Regions from separate parts of the Mus musculus genome. Here regions 2, 3, 4, 5, 6 and 7 are each linked to region 1. A link is a contact called in public ChIA-PET, HiChIP or PLAC-seq and promoter capture Hi-C data. All regions are on one chromosome and are shown on one strand. Each heading gives the region's core, a stretch centred on a gene start, on an enhancer-like site or on the middle of the called end of the contact. The rest is flanking DNA. Distances are from core to core; before and after follow the strand shown.

Region 1 (2,700 bases), core at 175-2,674:
ACTCCCAGGAATCTCCATCACCGTCTTGACTTGATATTTTGTGTGGGTAACCATAGGCACAATGAGTTCATGGTCTATCTCATTTCTTGTCACAGGATGTCTTAGTTAGGGTTTTATTGCTGTGAGGGAACATCATCACCGAAAAGGAAGTTGGGGAGGAAATGGCCTATTTGGCTTCCTCAGTTGAGGAAGTGTCTCCATGAGATCTGGCTGTAGAGCTTTTCTTAATTAGTGATCAATGGGGGAGGGCCCAGCCCATTATGGGTGGTGCCATCCCTAAGCGTGTAGTCCTGGGTTCTATAAGAAAGCAGGCTGCGTGTTGTCAATTCCTTTAGGCTCTGCCCAACAGTTACCTAGCAACAGCTTGCGTTTCTCCCTGCCAGGTTTGAAGACCACTGTTAACCATAATCTCTCTCTCTCATATCCCTGACTGGACCCTACCTCTGTTTCTCTCTTCTCTTTCTGTCCTTCTCTGTCCCCCTCCTTTCTCTGCCTCTACTCCTTTTCCAGGTTCCCTTCCCTTCCCTCGATAAACTTCCTTTTGTTCTAGGCCTGTCGTATGGTGGTGAGTCCTCAGAGGAATGGGCCTGCTGAGGTTCTCCTGCCGCCACATTATACTGCCGTTTTATAAAACATAACACTGAGCAAGTCAGGGGAAGCAAGCCAGTAAGCAGCGCCCTCCATGGCCTCTGCATCAGCTCCTGCCTCGGGGGTTTTAGACCTGCTTGAGTTCCTGTCCTGATGGCCTCCAAGGATGGATGCTGATCTTGAAGTGTAAGCCAACTTGTAGCTCACTGATTGGCTAAACTGCCTGGCAGTGAGTGCAGTGGGCTGTCTCTTCCTCCTTAGGGATGGGATCACAGGGGCTCTCTGACAGGCCTACCCTTCTTAAAGTGGGTGATGGAGATCCGAACTCAGGTCGAACCTGGCATATGGAGCAAGCACTTATATGGACTGAGCTATTTCCCTAGCTACTGTAGGCTGAGTTTTTAAAGGGTCTGTGCACGCACGCAGGCGTTTGTAATTGATTGCGGATTAGCGCATTCTAGACAAACATATTCCCTTATCATCCTTTCCTTGTCCTGGAACTCACTCTGTAGACCAGGCTGGCCTCGAACTCAGAAATTCGCCTGCCTCTGCCTCCCAAGTGCTGGGATTAAAGGCGTGCGCCACCAGGCCCGGTCACCCTTTCCTTCTTTTCCGCATTTTTTTGCTCTTGCCTCTCTTCTGACATCCTCAGTCATCCTTGACCTGTCTGGTCCCACTGCGCCTCACTGAGCACTACCCACCACGAGGGGGCAGAAAATAACCAACAAAACAGGTGCTTCTCTAGTCTTCCTATCTTTCTCTATGGTGCCTGCTGGCCCCGCCCCGGGGGCGGAGCTACCACCACGTGACCTGGCTGCCAGGCGACCGCGCCGGCGCAGTGGCCGCGCCGCTGTCGCCAGGCGTCGTCCCCCTGCGCCGCTCCGCCCGGTGGCCGGCTGAGGCTGCGGCCCCGGGCTCTGCGGCTCCGGCTCCGGCTTCGGCTCCTTCCGCGGCGAAGCCGTGTGCCGCCGCAGCCATGTCCCGAAAGCAAGCGGCGAAGAGCCGGCCGGGCAGCGGCGGCCGCAGAGCCGAGGCGGAGCGTAAGCGGGACGAGCGGGCGGCGCGCCGGGCGCTGGCCAAGGAGCGGCGGAACCGGCCCGATCCTGGCGGCAGCGGCTGCGAAGAAGAGTTTGTGAGCTTCGCCAACCAACTGCAGGCCCTGGGGCTGAAGCTGCGGGAGGTGCCGGGGGACGGGTGAGGCGGGCCGGGAGTGCGGGAAGCGGCGCTGGGGATGCGCAGGGCCGGTCGCTGAGGGGGAAGCAAGGGTCAGGCTTGGTGGAACGCTGCGGCAGGGTCCCCCGAGGGTCCGAGCGGGTCTGAGAGGTGACCTCGAGGTGCAGCTGTCATGAAGCCGAATGGGAAAGGACCTAGGTCCCGCTCGGTGTCATGCTGGCCCTCCTGGGTGTCCTCGCCCACTTTTGCACTGGGGTATCGAGGGCGGAGAGCTAAAGGTAGCTTCCACAGAGCTTGCTTCCCACGTTTTGGGTTCCCCAAGTAAAAGGCATGAGAGTCCCGGGCCAGCTGTTTCTGGGAGCCGGATACAAGAGTAGCAGCTGGAAACAGAACGGAGGAAGGCGAGGGGAAGCAACTTAATGGAACGGGGACATGGGTCCAGGAACGTGGGGAGAGAGAAGGAAAAGAATAAAGAAACGGGGAGAGGAACGGGTTAGCAGGTCCGAGGGAGCCTGCCTGCTAGGTGTGTTGTTGCAAGAGGCACTGTTAGTGTGTTCTCCTCTAGGAATGGTCAGGTTGAGCCATGGAAGAATGGAATACAGCTAAGGAGTCTACAAAGGCAGATGTGGCAATGAGACTGGGGGATTTGCCTGGGCTATAGGGTGACAGGGTTTCAAAAAACAAAACCCAACAAAACCAAACCAATCTTTCCCTCTTGAGAAAGTCTCGCTATGTAGTCTTAGGGCTGGCCGGGAATCCCCTGTGTAGACCAGGTTGCCCTTAAACTCATAGCCATCTGCTGGGATTAAAGATGTGTGCCTCTGTCCCACTACATAAAGTATTTTCTTCATTTGATACACTACGCTGAATTTTATTGATCAAGACTCAATAAACTAACCCCATTTGTATCTCCTGCCTTCAGAGCTTCCGGCAAATTGG
Region 2 (2,700 bases), core at 128-2,627, 610 kb after region 1:
CACTTCTCCAAATATACACATGGAAGAGAGAGACAAAGTTCAGCTCAGTAGATCTTAACAGAAATGTCTAGTGGTGGACTCAACTGCCTTGTAAGACAGAAATAGTTAAGTGTAAGTTACAGATCTTCACTCCATTCAGTAGTCTCTGAGGGCTGGTGAGATGGCTTAGCAGGCAGCCACAGGTCGGTCACTGGGTTCAAGTCTCCAGTAAGGGCTGGGAATGACAAGCGGTGCCTATTACCCAAGCATCAGGAGGCAGAGACTGATCTGAGAGCTCACTGTCCAGCCTGCTTAGTCAAAATGGCAAGCTTCAGGTTCAGTGAGAGACCCTGGCTTAAGGGAGTGAGGAGTGTGACAGAGTAGGTGACCCGATTCTACACGTCCACAGAAGTGTGCACAACCTCACATACATGCATATTTCCCACCACCCCCAATACCAACTAGCCTTGTGTTGGTCAGCCAAAACACATCCATCAGGCCTTAAGGGTTGATGGGTATGTATCTATTTGTATTCTTATGACCTGCAGAATGACTTTTTACAGCAATCCATGTTAATAATGTGACAAATCTTTGTACACAAGCAAGTCAAATCAAGAGTTTCTTTATCAGGACCCTTGTTAGAGAAAACCCCCTTCTCCAGAAGCGAAATGTCTACGGGTGACATTTGGCACTCTATCCTTAGCTGTATCTTTTTGACGGATGAAATCTCCGAGGCCCAAGCTGCAATTAACATTTTCCTCTACTATACTTCGAAACTCACCCCAAGACCCAGAACATGCCCAGGAACAAGAAGACAGCCGTCTCCTGAGCCCCCCCAATCCCATTTCGAGGGGCGACGCGCGCCCTTACCTTCCACCGACGGGGAAAAGATGATAAGGTTGTCATAGAGGAACTCCCCGTACTTAATGAGGGACAAGCTGGGGTCATCTGCGGTCTTGAAGGTGAGCTCAAAGCCCCGGTCTGGAGGAAAGAAACCCGGAACCCGGTCAGGAGAGGAATCCCTGCTGCAGCCCTCGGAGGGGGCTGCCGTCTCCGCCCCAACCCGGGCCATTCCCTCGGCTCTGCTCGGCGCTCACCCTTCAGGCTGCGGAAGAACAGCGAGTGCGTGTCCCGCACGTTCAGGTTGTCCAGCAGCACGAGGGTGCGGGGGCCGCTGGCGCAGACGCAGCCGAGCACGGCCAGCAGCAGCCCGCAGAGGGGCCAGGCGCGGACGGCGAGGCGGGGATCCATCTTCATCTCCCAGCAGCCCAGGCCAGCACCTGGGCACCGGAAGCGTCCCTCGCGGCCGCCCAATGGCCGCTCGCAGCGGCGGAGTACCACTTGGAAGCGGTCCGGGTACTCCGTGGCCCCGCGGCCCACGCCGCTGCGGGGACGGACCAAGAAGCAGGGAACGCCACCGGAAGTGGCCCTCCGGAGGCCGAGTCTCTGTACCTTATTGGCGAAACGCACTTGAGGCTCCGCCTCCCCCATGGAAAAGGGCCAATCCAAGAGAGACAGCTCCGTAGCTGCTGCCAATCAACAAAGCCGGGCGCCCTTTGCCTCCGCCCAGGCTAGCTCCCGCCACATCTCTCAAACTCTCCTCTAGCGTCTCCAGATTTTCCGTTTCCTAGGCAGCCGCCCCTTTTCCCCCAGGACGCAGTTGTCATTACCAGGACCAGATAGGGGTGAATTCCTCGCCTGTCGCTAGTCTAACGGGCTCGGAAGCAGGCCCTTATCTCTTGAGAGCAATGAGGTGGGGAAATAGGCTCTGGCCAGGCCCGAAACAGGGTGGATGGCCAAGGAGAAGGTTAGTGATCAAAAGGCTCTTCACAACCAGGATTGGTGGCTCGTGCTTTTAATTTCAGCACTCGAGTGGGAGGCAGAGGCAGATCTTTGTGACTTCGAGGCCAGCCTGGTCCACATAGTGAGTCCAGGCCTGCTGGGGTCACATATTGAGAGCTGGTATAATGCGGCGGGAGGGAGCAACTTGGCTGGCCGGCCAAGGTGATCCCCTGAACAATCAAGCCACGCGACAGACCTAGTGTAAAGACGATTTATCGTCGGTGGAAGGGAAGGGGACTTGGGACGGGGTAGAGACCGAAAAGGGGAACAGAGAATGGTAGAGAAGAGGCCAGCTGAGAACATCTGGGGGGAGAGAGGAGAGAATAGGAGATAGGGAGAGAGGCAGGTTAGCCGAGAGGAGTCCTTACACGCCTGGCTCGCACCTGGCTGGCGGCTACCCAAGCTGCTGCGTGGTGCCTAGCGGAATTGTCTATAAGCCAACATGGGGTGCCAGCAAGATGGTTCAGCTGATAAAGGTGCTTGTTTGCCACCAAGACTGACGTCGTGAGTTCAATCCCTGGGCCCCAGACGGTGGAAGGAGAGAACGGCCTTCTGCAAGTTGTCTTCTGACACACACACACACACACCAACCCAAGATTCAGGACAGAAATAAAACGTAGAGGTCTAGGGATGTGTACTTCAGTGGGTAAGATGCATGCATTATCTAGATTGCAGGAAGGCCTGGGTTTGATGCCCAGTATCATAGAAAACTAGGCATGGCAGCTGGCAGCTGTAACCTCAGCACTCGAGATACAAACATCAGGATAATTAGTGCAAAGTTGTCCTCAGCTACATGCAAGTCCCAGGCCAGCTGGATGTGACCGTCTCCATATAATAATTATCGTTCCTAAACTTCTCTGAAGCCCAACCACACCACTC
Region 3 (2,700 bases), core at 168-2,667, 550 kb after region 1:
AAAGGGGACACGTAATGGAGGGAGATGTCGGGAGAAAATGAGGCAAAACTTACCCACCAGGCACTGGCACTGCCGGGCATGGGTTTCATCTATGTATGGCTAGGAGCCCAGGGTCCTGGGTACAGGGTTGCTAAACTATTGGGCAGAGGTGTCTGCTTGTGGGGTGGGGTGGGGGTGGGAGTGGGGAGATGCTGCCCCGTTCTCTGCTCTCTCCTGCCTTCTTCCTCCCAGTCCTCAGCACCACACAAGCCCTCAGAGAAGCTGCTGATTCACTCCTGCTTGGTGACCATCCGGCGACACTTGGACATGTCTGGCTGTGCTGGCTGCAATCCGGCCCACTCTCTATGGACTTGGCCAAGTCACTTAAGGACAATAAGCCGGTTTGTTTGAAGTGTTCCCATGTGCCACTTCTATATCCTCTCCCCACAGACTCCCTGGACCATATTATCATCTCAGTCTGGTAACCACAGGAAGGGACTGCCAATTGTGCACCCATTTTGTAGATAAGGAAACTGAGGCTCTGAGAGGTAGCGCAGCTCTTCCTGGGAGAGCTAATAAACAGATACCTGGAACCCAAGCCACAGCCCACTCTAATCCAAAGCTCCCACACGTCTGTTGCTACCCCCACTGTAGACAGCAAACGTGCCGACGTCTGACAAGGAACCCACTAACATTTGTGTGTAAGACAAAGAGAACAGCCAGGGTGTAAATCCATTTCCGGTACCACCAACCCAACAAGGTTCATGAAGAGGAAGGAAGGAAGGAAGCGAGGGAGGAAGGGAGGGAAGAAGAAGGAGGGCCCTGTTTCCCTCCAGCTGGGATGGTTTTAATGGCTAGGTTAGGACAGGAAGGAAATGAAGCCAAGCTACTGAAAACAGAGACGTTTCCTCGGCTTCGCATACCTTCTAACTTGGCACGCTGACATGGTTGCCCAAGTTCTGAACTTTCAGCCTGAACCCTTCTCTCGGTGTAAAAAACAAGCCATTAAATATTCTGAGGAATCAGGATCCTTTGAGCTTTGACCTCAGGTGTCACACAGACCCACCCAGAATCCTCCTCCCTGGGACTGTGTCTACAGCCATCCACTGAGGTGGCACCCGCCCTGTGGCCCACTCTTGATCTATGTTGACAGTGAGTGAAGTTGTTAAAGGAAACTGTCTCACTGGTGGGCACCACATACCGGTCCACCGTGGGACCCCCGCAGCTCAGTCGTAAACTCCATATCCTCCGGGCTCCCGCCCTGGGAGACTCACTGGGCTGCCAAGTCCTGGCCAGCATCCCGCCAGCCTGGGAGCCAGCCTCCAGGTCTCCCTCTAGCGCAGGGACACACCCCGGGGGAGGAGCCACCTCTTCTTGGCCAGTGCGGGCAGACGGCCAGCACCGGTTTCCTCTCCTCTGCAGCGACCAGCTCACCCGCCTCGGACCGACATGGCCCAGGAACGCCCCTCCTGTGCTGTGGAGCCCGAGCACGTCCAGCGGCTGCTGCTGTCCTCTCGTGAGGCCAAGAAGTCAGCCTACTGCCCCTACAGCCGCTTCCCTGTGGGGGCTGCCCTGCTCACCGGGGACGGGAGGATCTTCTCTGGTAAGGGCTGTCGCCGGAGTCCACTCTGGGGCAGCATGAATGGGGCCCAGGTACAGGTGAAGAGGAGAAACAGCGTGGTCCCCTCCTCACTGCTCCTCCCCTGCTCTCACCGAGGCTGTGGGCTCACTCAACTGCTTATCTGCACAGTGCCTCTCTGTTCTTAGAAGTCTGGAGTGGGGAAGGGAATTTGCACGTGAGATTAGAGGGAGAAGCCAAAATGAAAACCGTCCACGACCTGCATGGCAGGAGACTCGGATTACTTACTGAGTGTCCTGTATGCCCAGTATTCACCTCCCATCCGTTAGTTCTTTCTCTGACCTCCTGCCCAATATTAGACCCATTTTAAGATGAAGAAGTTGAGGCCAGAGGCATGTCCTAAGTTACAGGAGGCACTGGTGATGGGACCCAGGGCTGGACCTCCCAAAGCCCCACCTTCCTGCACCCTGGGGTGCTGGGATTGGCTGGGGAGGGATGGCATCAGGCAGACAGAGCGTTGTTTGTTTGTTTGTTTGTTTGTTTTTGGAGGAGAGGATCCAGACACCGTCTGGGAATCCAGCAGTCTTTACTGAGTTAACAGGATCTGCCCTGAGCTCATGTTTATAGACCCTCAAGCAGGCCAGAATGGGCTGCAGCTATGGTGTGGTACTCGCTCACACAAGGGTCTGGGTTTAGGGGAACAAAAGGAGGGGAAAGAGAATAAGGGAAGGAGAGAGTGGTAGAGAAGGAGAAGGGAGGGAAGGAGGAAGAGAGGGAGGAAGAAGGGGAGGAGGGAGGGAAGGAAGGAGGAGGGAGGAGAGGAGGGAGGAAGGGAAGGAAAAGAAAGGAGGGTGGAGGGGGAAGGGAAGAAGGAAGGGAAGGGAGGAGGGAAGGAAGGAGAAAGGAGGAGGAAAGAAGGGAGCTTGGTAAACTTAAGGACATGTTCAGTTGGGACATGGTGTGGACAGGTGACAACTACAGTGCCCATTCGTATGCCTTGTTGACTGAGCCTCTGTGAGCTTCATGAATCACCCAGCTGTGTGACAAAACCTTCCCTGGGGAGATGCAACACAAGTCTACTCACCCCAGAGAGGGAGCCCACAACAGGTCGAAGTACAGATACCTCCAAAGTCCAACTTGGT
Region 4 (2,700 bases), core at 71-2,570, 660 kb before region 1:
GAGCTAGTTGAGACTGTTTTCTTTACACCTGCTATGGGAAAGGGAATCTACCACCAACATCTCGGGGAATACCTAGGCTAGGAGACACACCAGCCATGACTTCCATCAAAGGATCAAGTCTTGACTTTCACCGCGGATTAGCCAAGCTGCCTTGAGCAAGACACTTGGTACCTCTTCACCTCAGTTTCCTCATCTGCAGTATGGGGACAAGGCTGCCTCACACCGCACTGTCATGTGGACAGAATGAGATCACCACAAATCCGCTGGTTATTACGTCCCTGGGAAACAATGTGCCTGGCCCCAGGGGTCGGCGCCCAGGTATCCCGCGCTCCCTGCGCTCGTTCGCGGATTTAGATGACCTAGTCCTCCCGCAGTTCGCAGCCCATATGCCAGGCCCTGCTGCCGGTTCTGAGAGCGGCGGAGGAGGGGCGCGTCCACTCACCTCCGTTTGTACTCGTCACGCTCGCGCTTCACCTTGGCCAGCACGTTGTAGAGAGCGCGGATCTCTGGCGTGATGGTGTCGATCTGCACGCCTACGCCGTCCGGGTGTACCCACGACACGCCGGGGCCCTGCACAGTCTCCACGCCACCGCCTCCCGTGCGCCGCACCTGCGTGTAGCTCCAGATGGTCCCGGGCAGGCGACCGTAGTGCTGCGGGTGCGAGCCGCCGCCGGGGGGCAGGCCGCCCAGGGCCACCGCGTTGGCGTTGACGCCGGTGGCCGCGCCGAGGGCCTGCCCGCTTCCCGCAGCCGACGGCCGCAGCAGCTCGGGCCCGGTCTGCACGGCCTGCTCGCGGGAGAAGGTCTTGTAGCGCAGCCGCCGATCGCGCTCGCTCTGCTGCTGCTCCAGCTGTTTCTCCAGGAGCCGGTTGCGCCGCTCCAGCTCGTGCACCTTGGCCAAGAAGCAGCGGAAACGCACGTTGAGCCCCTTGAGGAGGTGGATGTTGGAACCCAGATCGTCCCGCAGCGCCGCCGTTACGGGCGAGGGCCCCGGCCCGGCCCCGCCACCCCCGCCGCCGCCTGCGCAGCCGCCGCCCCCCGGCGGGCAGCCGAAGGCCAAGGCCATCTCTCCGAACAGCAGCGAGTTAACCATGCGCCGGCTGCGTGGCTCAGGGCCCCGGGCCCGTGGCTCCAGATGCGGCTCCAGCTCGGGGCCGGGCTCCCGGCGCGGCCGGGCCAGGGCGGGCGCGGGCTCCAGAGCGGCCGGGGTGGTGTTAGGTGCCAGATGCGGCTCCGCTGCGTCGGGAGAGATGGTGGGACGAGCTGGAGGTCGCGGTGGCTGCGTGGGGCTGGTGAGGGGTCCGGTGCCTGCGCCGCGACTGTCAGAGCTGCTGTGGACCGGCCGCAGCAGCGGCTCGCAGAGGACTCTCAGCCGGCGCTGCCCCCTCTGCGGCGAGCCCCGCCCTCTGCAGGCACAGACCACGCCTCCAGGGCCCGCCCTCTGCAGACACAGACCACACCCCCTGCCTAGCTGCTCTCTGCCCTTCCCGGCCCGCCCTCTATAGGCGAAGGCCTTCCTCCCTAGCCTGGACCGCCCTCTGCGGACATAGGCCACGCCCCTCAACCCATTGCAGCGATTTCACCCGCTGAGACTCGGCTCCTAGGTCTCCAGCCCCGGCCACGCCTATCGGCCCTTGGGCTCCGCCCACCCACAAGCTGCGCCACTCGTCTGCGAGGAGCCTTTCGACTACAGCTCAAGCTCCGCCCAGCAACGGCCCAGAAAACCCTCGCCTGCGTGCGGCGCTGCAGGCCTAGCGGGGTTCAGATAATCTAACGCAGTCTGAATGCGAAACTGTACCCGGGAACGCGGCAGAGCCGGGCACCGCAGCCTCTTGAAAAGGTGGACAGCCTGTGGAGACCTCCACTACCAAGTGTGCCAGGCGGGCTTGACTACCTGCTTGCCCTTCCTCCGTGTCCCAAATTTCCCTGCCCCAGATTCTCAGGCATGCGGGTGACTGTGGCCTGCAAAGGTCTGGCAACCATAGTGTGCGAAGATGCATGAAAACCAGCTCCCCTACTCCAGCCTCCGGAGGCCTTGGTCGCCTTCCTGTCCCCTACCAGGCAGGATCAGGGCTTCTCGCAGCCTTTGAGCCTGCTAGTCCACGGCAAACCCAGAAGCGGGGATGTGAGACAAGCTGGGGAAGAGAAAGCAATGAGCCTCCCAACATGCTTGTCCTCACAACCCTGACTAACCATCTCCTGTCACCTATCACCACATTGTCACAGTCGGCGCTGTAGCTGAGCCCTGAGAGCAGAGGGTCTGTCTATCCATCAATTCTCCCGAATGCCTTGCTGCAATATGGAGTACCACCTATTTGGAGGACACTTATTTGGACCCATCCATCTTCCGTCCTTTCAGCCATCTATCCTTCACACCTACCACCCTAAAAACCAGTATTCCCTGCGATCTCCAAGTGTCTCCTGTACCCACTGCAAGCATTAGCTCACAGCAGGCACCTATTTAAGTATTATCCTCATTTTACAGAGAAGGTCGCTGAGACCTGAGCTTTACCACCACCTCAAAACACACTCTACCCAGCCTTCCGAGCTGCTGGCCTTTGGTCCTCACCACAAACTTCCTAAGGGAAGGACCCCACCTTGAATGCCTGTGGCTTACACCGTCAGCTCTTAACCAGATATGTGGTATGTTTTAGATTCTTCCGGCCACATCTTTTTTTCCCCTCTCACCGCCATTGTCTTG
Region 5 (2,700 bases), core at 144-2,643, 520 kb after region 1:
CTTCAGACACACCAGAAGAAGGCATCAGATCCCATTACAGATGGTTGTGAGTCACCATGTGGTTGCTGGGAATTGAACTCAGGACCTCTGGGAGAGCAGTCGGTGCTCTTCACCACTGAGCCATCACTCCAGCACCTTTTTTTTTTTTTTGGTTTTTCGAGACAAGGTCTCTCTGTGTAGCCCTGGCTGTCCTGGAACTCACTTTGTAGACCAGGCTGGCCTCGAACTCAGAAATCCTCCTGCCTCTGCCTCCCAAGTGCTGGGATTAAAGGTGTGTACCACCACGCCCAGCTCAGGACCCAACTTTTAACTCGTGTTGGCAATAGAGAGCCTTAAAGCCGTGGGACCTGGGGCCCACATAAGAACAGTCCAGGAAGTCTGGAAGCCTGAGGCTTAAACTCAGAGAACTAACTGTGTGTCCTGACATAGGGCTGGTTTTTGTTTGTTTGGTTGGTTTGGTTTTGGTTTGTTTTTTCAGGACTCTAGAGCCCCTCCCCAGAGGATGGAGACAAGTGCCTGGACTCTATGCAGAATGGCCAAAGGTTGGAGGGAAGAGAGAAGGCGAGGGCCAGCTCTGGGGTCACTAGGTTCTGAGTGACCCATCTCCTTCCAACCACATGAGCCTGAACTGCCTTGTCTGAAGGATTTGAGGAGATCGCGAATGCCAAGCACTTGGGAACTCCAAAGTCGGTCTCTGCAGATAGGACATTATCTGTCTAATCTTCAAAGAGCCAGAGGCTGCACTGTGACCAGAGGGAGAGCTTCCCTGCTGCAGTTCCCACAAGTCTCAGGTCTGCTCTGGAAACCCTTTCCCACCATCAAGAATCTTCTCCCCTATTCTGTCCTGACCACCAGCGGTTGCTGGTGTGGTGGTGTGACCGACCAGTCAGTCTCTCAGCTCAGGGGAAGCGGCCTAGTCCACGACCTTGGAGGAACCTGGGAGAAAGCTTCACTAAAAGACAGTACTTTTCCACTGCTCTGCTCTCGGCCACCTCAGCTGGCTTTATGCTGTGCACAGAAGAGGCAAAGGGCACCAAACCCCAGCAGGAACCCACCCCAAATCTCTGCTTTCAGAGAGGAGAGATGCGGGTAGGAACGCTCTGTGGGTGAGGGACAGCAGGCGGGAACCCTAGAAAGAGAAGGGGCTCTCCCTGGGAACTCGGAGTCCACCAGTGAAGCTGGAGAAATTTACATTCGTAAATCCCTCCGCAATATTTTAGGGGATTCCCGTTCCTTCGCTGCCCCTCTATTCTTCATCCTTCCAATGATAAAGCTTAAAACAGTTCCAACGCGCCTGTGCTGGGTCTTGGGAAGCGCGAGTCTGCGCGGAGGGGGCGGGGGAGAGGGAGGGGACAAGAGAGCTAGCGGTACCGCCCGGTGATGCAGGCAGCCAAGGGAGGTGGAGTCGCGACGCCTGAAGGAGTCCCCACCGCAGCGGTGCTCTTGGTCCACCTCATCCAGCAACCACCAGACCCTGCTCTAAAGACGTCCCTGCCACTGACTCGGCGGCAGGGACAGTGGCAATCGCCCCTATAGTCGGGCCTTGGGGACATTTATTGCTCCAAACCCTGTCCCTCCTTGCTTCCCAGACGGCTGGAGTCATTCCTGGGGGAAGCTGCTCCGAGCCGATCAAGCAGCCGCACGGGCATCTCAGCGGACAGCCTGGCTGGGCACCGGGCATCTGCGAAGCCAGCCCCGCCGGATACTGGGCATCTCTCACAAGGACTGTCTTCGGCCGCCGCCCAGCTTGTCGCAAGTCCTGGGCGGTGGGCTTCTGAGCGCCTTTGGCCTTTCCAGGACCCAAGTGAGCTTCCCCGCGCTCCCTGCCCTTTGGGCCGCCGCGATGCTGCCCTGGAGACGGAACAAATTCGTGCTAGTGGAGGACGAGGCCAAGCGCAAGGCGAAGAGCCTGAGCCCCGGGCTCGCCTACACGTCGCTGCTCTCCAGCTTCCTGCGCTCCTGCCCGGACCTGCTACCGGACTGGCCGCTGGAGCGTCTGGGCCGCGTGTTCCGCAGCCGGCGCCAGAAAGTGGAGCTTAACAAGGAGGACCCCACCTACACCGTGTGGTACCTGGGCAACGCCGTCACCCTGCATGCCAAGGGCGACGGCTGCACCGACGACGCTGTGGGCAGGATTTGGGCGCGCTGCGGGCCGGGAGGGGGCACGAAGATGAAACTGACCCTGGGTCCGCACGGCATCCGCATGCAGCCGAGCGAACGCAGCTCCGGGGCTTCGGGGGGCCGCAGACCGGCGCACGCCTACCTGCTGCCGCGCATCACCTACTGCGCGGCGGATGGGCGCCACCCGCGAGTCTTCACCTGGGTCTACCGCCACCAGGCACGCCACAAGGCCGTGGTGCTGCGCTGCCACGCTGTGTTGCTGGCGCGGGCGCACAAGGCGCGCTCCCTGGCCCGCCTGCTCCACCAGACTGCGCTGGCGGCCTTCAGCGACTTCAAGCGGCTGCAGCGCCAGAGCGATGCGCGCCACGTGCGCCAGCAGCATCTCCGTGCGGGGGGCGCCGCCGCCTCGGTACCCCGGGCTCCATTGCGCCGCCTGCTCAACGCCAAGTGCGCTTACCGGCCTCCGCCGGGCGAGCGCGGTCGCGGAGCTCCGCGGCTCAGCAGCATCCAGGAGGAGGATGAGGAGGAGGATGCGGAGGAGGAGGACACCCGGGATAGCGAGGAAGGAGCCCTGCAGCG
Region 6 (2,700 bases), core at 129-2,628, 710 kb before region 1:
ACGGTGGGTCACAGGCCACAGAGCAGGCAAACAGTAACCAAAGTAGGGGTGTGGGGGTGCTGTGTAAACTGTACAAGGAAGGCAGGCAGAAATGGGGAATAATACCCAAGTTCAAACAGGCCGTGAGCCATACTGGGGCAGGATATTGGAACACATCACTAAGGCAGCCAGGATTCTGGCTGAAAGCAAGCAGCTCTCTGCCCTAGGGCTTACCTGTCTCTTCATTACGTTTGTTTGTTTGTTTGTTTGTTTGTTTGTTTTTGAGACAGGGTTTCTCGTGTATCCCTGACCCTCCTCGAACCTGCTCTTGCAGAACAAGCTGGCCTTGCACTCAGTGACCTGCCTGCCTCTGCCTCCCGGTGATTTATTAAGGAACTTGTCTGAATGGATTTAGGCAAACCTCAAAATGAGCCCCATGCCACGCAGAGCCGCATCACACGTTATAAAAGTCATTATGGCACCCACCGTAAAACAAAAGCCCAATATTGAACAAAAAGGGAGTGGGGTGGAGAGGTCCCTGGGAGTGTCGGAAGGCTCCAGAATGGGAACACAGGGCCGGCCAAGGTCTGGGAGAATCAGCAAATTTGAAATATACAGCGTTAGGAGAAAGAGGGGTGTAGGAAGGGGGCGTGGGCACAAATCCGGACGCCACACCCTCCCTGGGGTTCCTTGGATAGGAAAACTGGCCATCTAGGACATTGGTTTGCAACCTGTAGGTCGCCACCCCGAGCGATCCTTTCACAGGGGTCGCATATCAGCTATTCTGCATATTAGATATTTACATGACGATTTATAACAGTAGCAAAATACGGTTATGAAGTGGCATAATTTTTCGGTTGGGGAGTCACCACACCAAGAGGAAAGGGTCACAGCATTTGTTAAGAACCACTGCTCTAGAGAGACCTGGTAAGGCGCCACAGGTTCTCCATGGGAGAGTGGCTCTGCAGGTCGCGACCCGGCGCGCACTTAGGGGAGCCATAGGGACCCTGGAGATAATGGCTGCAACCTGGAGGACCCACAGAGTGGGATCTGTCCACGGCTCTCAGGACTCAGGCAGCAGAGGGGTTCACTCACCCAGCGCCCCTCCAGGCATGGGACAGCAGGGATCGGCGGAGCGACGGCAGCGGCAGCATCGCGGAGACTCTTAACAGTCTTGCGCAGCTGTGGGAAGCTCAGAGTCAGCCCCACCGGGCTGGACTAGACAAGCCCGGAGCGCACTACCTCTGCGGGAGGCGCAGCATCGCCCGGTCCACCTCCTTCGGGGCCCCTCCTCGGGTACCCTTCCCCCTCTGTCAATAAACATCAGCTGTATTTAACATCAAAATTGCTACTGTGGACTGCGGGTCAAGAGAATGCAGCAGAAAAGCCCTGAAATGATACTCTCTTCTCCTCGTCTCCTCTCCTTATGGTATGACCCAAGGAGAGAGGGCGTGAGCCTCACTGACCAATCAGAGTCTCGCATGAAAGCCTCCAGGCCAATCAGCAGGACAGGCAAGCTGCAGCCTTCTTAGGCAGGGCTGGAGAGTTGCAGGAGCCAATGACAGATCCTGCACAGAGCGCGTGCTCAGTAGTAGAAGTGGCCGGGGGGGGGGGGGGGGGGGGACCCGGTCGACGCGACAGGTGCTACTTGGGTCCCCAACACTTGGTGGCTGGAAGGCTGGACATCTGCAGGCTACAACTCTGCCCGGGCCCGCCGAGCCACACCAAGGCCAGCTCCCTGCCACCTCCCCGGGGGCTGCCACCGTGCATGGAGCCTGATCTGCCCTCCATCTCCCAGCCTGGCTCAGGGCCAAGCCTGGGCTTGCTTCCTTCCAGATTGGAATCAGAATGAGATAAAACCCTAGCGGGCCTGAACTTAACGTTCTTCGTTTTAATTTTCTTTATTTCTTCCTTTTCTTAAAAGCCTCTAGCCACAAAAACCAGTTGTTCCTGCCTCTGTCCCTCTGTCCCTCTGCCCCGTGGTTAAAATTTTCAGTTTTCTTCATGAGACGTTGTTTGATGAATACTCGAACGTATTAAAACAGCTTCCGAAACCTGCTCTTAGAATGATGCCTTAGGGAACCACTGTATTCCTAAGATACTGGTATGGGTTTTCTTACTTTATTCTCTTTGGGTTTTGTTTTTGTTTAATTTTTTTAATTTTTTTTTTTTGGCTTGGTTTTACTTTTTCAGACAGGGTTTCTCTGTGTAGCCTTGGCTATCCTGGAACTGGCTCTATAGACCAGGCCCTGAATTTACAGAGATCCACCCGCAGGTCTGCCTCCAGAGTGCTGGGATTAAAGGCCTGCACCACCACAGTCCTGCTTCAACGTGTTTCTCTGTCTTTGACAATGTAACCAGGGCATTTACTTTGGGGTCCCTCTGGTTCTAATTTGATACCACACTGGGCAGATTCGCCTCAAAACACCATGACCAAAAAGCAAGTGGGGAGTTAAAGGTTTACGTGTGCAAATTTTCAGCTCATCACTGAGGCAGGAACCTGGAGGCAGGAGCTGATGCAGAAGCCGTGGAGGGACGCTGCTTACTGGCTTGCTCAGCCTTACAGGTGGACCGCCAGTCCAGGGGTTGGACTACCTAGAATAGGCTGGGCCCTCCCACATCAATCACAAATTAAGAATTTTTTTTGCCCAAGTAGCTGTGCAGTGGTAGTGCATACCTTTACATCTAGCACTTAGGAGGTAGATGCAGACAGATCTCTGA
Region 7 (2,700 bases), core at 59-2,558, 660 kb after region 1:
GCAAAGCTCACACTCACACACACACAGACACCAGCTTGCCCAGTCCTCTGTGGGGGAAAGGGGCATATAGAAGCGGGGGGGGGGGGGGGGGGAGAGAAGGCGGGTGGACAGCATCCTCCAAGCACCTGGCCGTCGTCCCCAGCCTCCTTATATTTAGCCTCCCCAGAAACAGGAACTGTGTGCCCCTCTTCCAGTCTGATCCTGCCTTAGACCAAGGAGGTCACCAGGGTTCATTGAAACCCTGAAAACGACCACACACCCAACTCATCTCTTTGAACCAAAAAAAAAGTTTCCCACAGGGGTTTGTCTGCTGCGGCCAGGTCATACCTACAGAGGCACATACGGGCTTCTATTTTCCAGAGGGCGGGGGGGGGTGTTCTCCTTAGGAGCAGGAGACTGGCTATGTTAACTCTATACTTCACGTCCAATCACAGGGCCCTGTGCACCATAAAACTCAACAATCTATCCATTCAGGGTACTTGGGAGACTCCCAAGCCTGCAGACCCCAGCTACTGGACTAAAGGCACACATCACAGGATGGAGAGCTGGCAAACCCAGGACTCTCTGCCGAGGCTAGGCAGTACCCTTCTGCTTACAGTCTATGGGGCCCCCAAGCAGGCATCCATCCTTGGTATACACTGGGTCTGTATCTGTGCAGAAGTAGCCAGTAGTAGCCTCATAGCTGCAACAACTCAGGCGCTAGGTATGGAACTGTTTAGAAAGGCTGGGCTCCCAGCCCAGCACACTTCTGCTACCATCTCCACAGGCCCTGGACCCGCGCAACAAGGGACTGGACTGGGGTTCAGCAGGTTTGGCTGATGTGACCTTGGCCTGCCAGCTTCCAGTTCCTCAGTTGTGAAGGGGACCGCGAAGGCAGCCACCTCCTGGGTCTGTTCATCAGCCTCTGTTCTTCCCGAAATCTATCTGGTCGCGGGGAGTACACAAGGCTGGATAGGGAAGACGCGGAAAGGATCGCGAGCGGAGGTGCGGAGCGCGTGCGAGCGCAGACAGCGATCTCGCAAGCGTCACCATCCCCACGCAGCGCTAGGTTCTCGGAGGGGCACAGGTGCCCCGGCGCCAGAAAGGGAGGTATGGTGACGGGGACTGAGGTGATGGCAACTGCCGGCGGAGGGAAGTGGGGGTGCGGCTCGCTCTGGGAAGACCCTCCCGGCTTCGGCCCAGCCCCCGGAGGGTTCCCAGGAGCACTCACCACCGCTACCGCGCCTCCTGGCAGGTCTCACAGCTCCGTTTCCCGCAGCTTCTGCTCCTACCCAGCGCGGGGCCCGCCCCACCCCCGCACACGCCCCCGCCCCCGCGCCGCGCGCCCCCCACGTGGCCCTGGGATCCGACCCCTTGGGCATCACCTGGCCGCGGCGCCGGCCTCACCAGCCAATCGGAGCCGCTCCGCTCCGCCGTGCCGCCCAATCAGAGGCTGCGAGGGTACCTGGCTCCGCCCACGCTGCGACCTGGGTTGGCTCCTCCTTGTCGCTCTTCCTCCACGAAGCTGTCCAGACTCGGTGAGCTCAGGGCCTCGCTACTCGTCTGCTCCTCGGGGCAGACCTAGCTACTCCACTAGGTCTGCACGGTCGCTCAATGACCTTGCAGACCCACCCCTTCACACGCAAATGGCAGAGGACTTGGTGGCATGAATCCACTTACTGGGTGGAGATTGATTGGACCGCTCAGCTGGGGTCCAGCAGGAGTGGTGACTCTTGTCCTTCCGGCCTCACGGAAATCCACTTAGATGGGGAAATGGTGAGTGAATTTAGCCAGCGCGCGCACAGAGCCGAGAGGGCGAGCTCTTCTGATCCCATTAGGTGAGGAGCGCAGTAGGTGGCCCAAATAAATCGCAAATCCGAGCCAGGCAAGCGCGTGGTGTGTATTAAACCCGAAATCTGCAGAGAGAACGCATCAGAAACTGCCCGTGTGGCACACCGCAGAAATCCAGGACATAAGGGTTCAGACCCAGGGAGGGACACCAAGACAGATGACAGAGCCCGCGAGAAGGTGGACCTGAATCTGCAGCCTCAGGGGAGTTCCCAGGTGCAGTGCAGAGTGCGCAGGGCACGGCTCTGGGCATCCCTTGTCTCTGCAGAGCTCCTAACACCTTTCCAGAGGCAACAATAAGGTGTGATTGTTGCCCACAACCAGGCACTTCTCTCTCCCCAGTGGGACTTAGATTAACACTTTAATCATGTTAATCCTCCAGGGCCTCTCCCATAGCCATTACCACCCCTGACTCAGCCAGGTGAGAACTGGAAGGCCTGACAGGGACACTGACCTGGTAAGTGAAGGGTCAGTAAATACCGATGCTATTTTGAATTTCTTTTGTCTGTGACCTTTGGCAATTCCCCTGTGCAGAATGGTAAGGAATCTCCCTAACAGTCTCCAGGCCTGGACAGTGAAGGAGCAACGGGGGGGAGGGGGGGGGCAAGCTCAGTTCACCAAACGGGCAACTCAGGATACATAAAAACGAAAAGGCTCCCTCCTAACTCTTAAAAAGAAATATTTAAAGCTCCTTACTTCATCTTAGTTTATTTTATTTTTAAATAAAATGCACTTTTTATAGAATAAAATTTTACAATTTTATAAATTTAGATTTCTTTTTGATTGTGAGTATGATCCATTCCTTTTTTTTTCTTTCATTTTATTAATTTTTATCTGTATGTGTGTTTTGCCTGCTTTTATATCTGTGCACCA

What was found. Promoter capture Hi-C pulls out the DNA fragments that hold promoters and counts their contacts. ChIA-PET counts read pairs in DNA pulled down with a chosen protein or histone mark. HiChIP or PLAC-seq counts read pairs in DNA pulled down with a chosen protein or histone mark.
Region 2: a contact with region 1 is called in a promoter capture Hi-C map of embryonic stem cells, with 2.8 times the contacts expected there. The contact joins the promoter of Ddost here to the promoter of Otud3 in region 1. A contact is called at or near these places in 2 of 39 promoter capture datasets (embryonic stem cells and hippocampal neurons), 5 of 115 datasets of contacts at active chromatin or transcription factors (astrocytes, bone marrow-derived macrophages, embryonic stem cells and 2 more) and 1 of 9 other capture datasets (embryonic stem cells).
Region 3: an H3K4me3 HiChIP or PLAC-seq map of craniofacial prominence shows a contact between it and region 1, with 3 times the contacts expected there. The contact joins the promoter of Cda here to the promoter of Otud3 in region 1. A contact is called at or near these places in 2 of 39 promoter capture datasets (embryonic stem cells and hippocampal neurons) and 3 of 115 datasets of contacts at active chromatin or transcription factors (craniofacial prominence, embryonic basal ganglia and pancreatic cancer cells).
Region 4: a contact with region 1 is called in a promoter capture Hi-C map of hematopoietic stem and progenitor cells, with 4 times the contacts expected there. The contact joins the promoter of Iffo2 here to the promoter of Otud3 in region 1.
Region 5: a promoter capture Hi-C map of hippocampal neurons shows a contact between it and region 1, with 4 times the contacts expected there. The contact joins the promoter of Fam43b here to the promoter of Otud3 in region 1. A contact is called at or near these places in 4 of 39 promoter capture datasets (embryonic stem cells, hippocampal neurons and liver) and 2 of 115 datasets of contacts at active chromatin or transcription factors (embryonic forebrain and embryonic stem cells).
Region 6: a contact with region 1 is called in an RNA polymerase II ChIA-PET map of memory CD8 T cells, with 16 read pairs. The contact joins the promoter of Aldh4a1 here to the promoter of Otud3 in region 1. A contact is called at or near these places in 1 of 39 promoter capture datasets (pre-B cells), 1 of 484 Hi-C or Micro-C datasets (embryonic stem cells), 1 of 115 datasets of contacts at active chromatin or transcription factors (memory CD8 T cells) and 2 of 9 other capture datasets (adipose tissue and liver).
Region 7: a promoter capture Hi-C map of neural stem cells shows a contact between it and region 1. The contact joins the promoter of Sh2d5 here to the promoter of Otud3 in region 1. A contact is called at or near these places in 2 of 39 promoter capture datasets (hippocampal neurons and neural stem cells) and 1 of 9 other capture datasets (embryonic stem cells).

What each region holds. Positions count from the first base shown.
Region 1 is chr4:138,912,692-138,915,391 of GRCm38.p6, reverse strand. Otud3 (OTU domain containing 3) reads left to right here and starts at 1,424. Exons shown (of 8, transcript NM_028453.2): 1 at 1,424-1,782. The coding sequence starts at 1,565.
Region 2 is chr4:138,303,415-138,306,114 of GRCm38.p6, reverse strand. Ddost (dolichyl-di-phosphooligosaccharide-protein glycotransferase) reads right to left here and starts at 1,377. Exons shown (of 11, transcript NM_007838.3): 1 at 1,077-1,377; 2 at 850-960. The coding sequence starts at 1,236.
Region 3 is chr4:138,366,672-138,369,371 of GRCm38.p6, reverse strand. It overlaps Cda (cytidine deaminase), which reads left to right and starts at 1,417. Exons shown (of 4, transcript NM_028176.1): 1 at 1,417-1,582. The coding sequence starts at 1,429.
Region 4 is chr4:139,573,340-139,576,039 of GRCm38.p6, reverse strand. It overlaps Iffo2 (intermediate filament family orphan 2), which reads right to left and starts at 1,320. Exons shown (of 9, transcript NM_001205173.1): 1 at 443-1,320. The coding sequence starts at 1,092.
Region 5 is chr4:138,395,151-138,397,850 of GRCm38.p6, reverse strand. It overlaps Fam43b (family with sequence similarity 43, member B), which reads left to right and starts at 1,393. Exons shown (of 1, transcript NM_001081672.2): 1 at 1,393-2,700. The coding sequence starts at 1,844.
Region 6 is chr4:139,621,572-139,624,271 of GRCm38.p6, reverse strand. It overlaps Aldh4a1 (aldehyde dehydrogenase 4 family, member A1), which reads right to left and starts at 1,378. Exons shown (of 15, transcript NM_175438.4): 1 at 1,075-1,378. The coding sequence starts at 1,133.
Region 7 is chr4:138,249,019-138,251,718 of GRCm38.p6, reverse strand. It overlaps Sh2d5 (SH2 domain containing 5), which reads right to left and starts at 1,308. Exons shown (of 10, transcript NM_001099631.1): 1 at 1,211-1,308.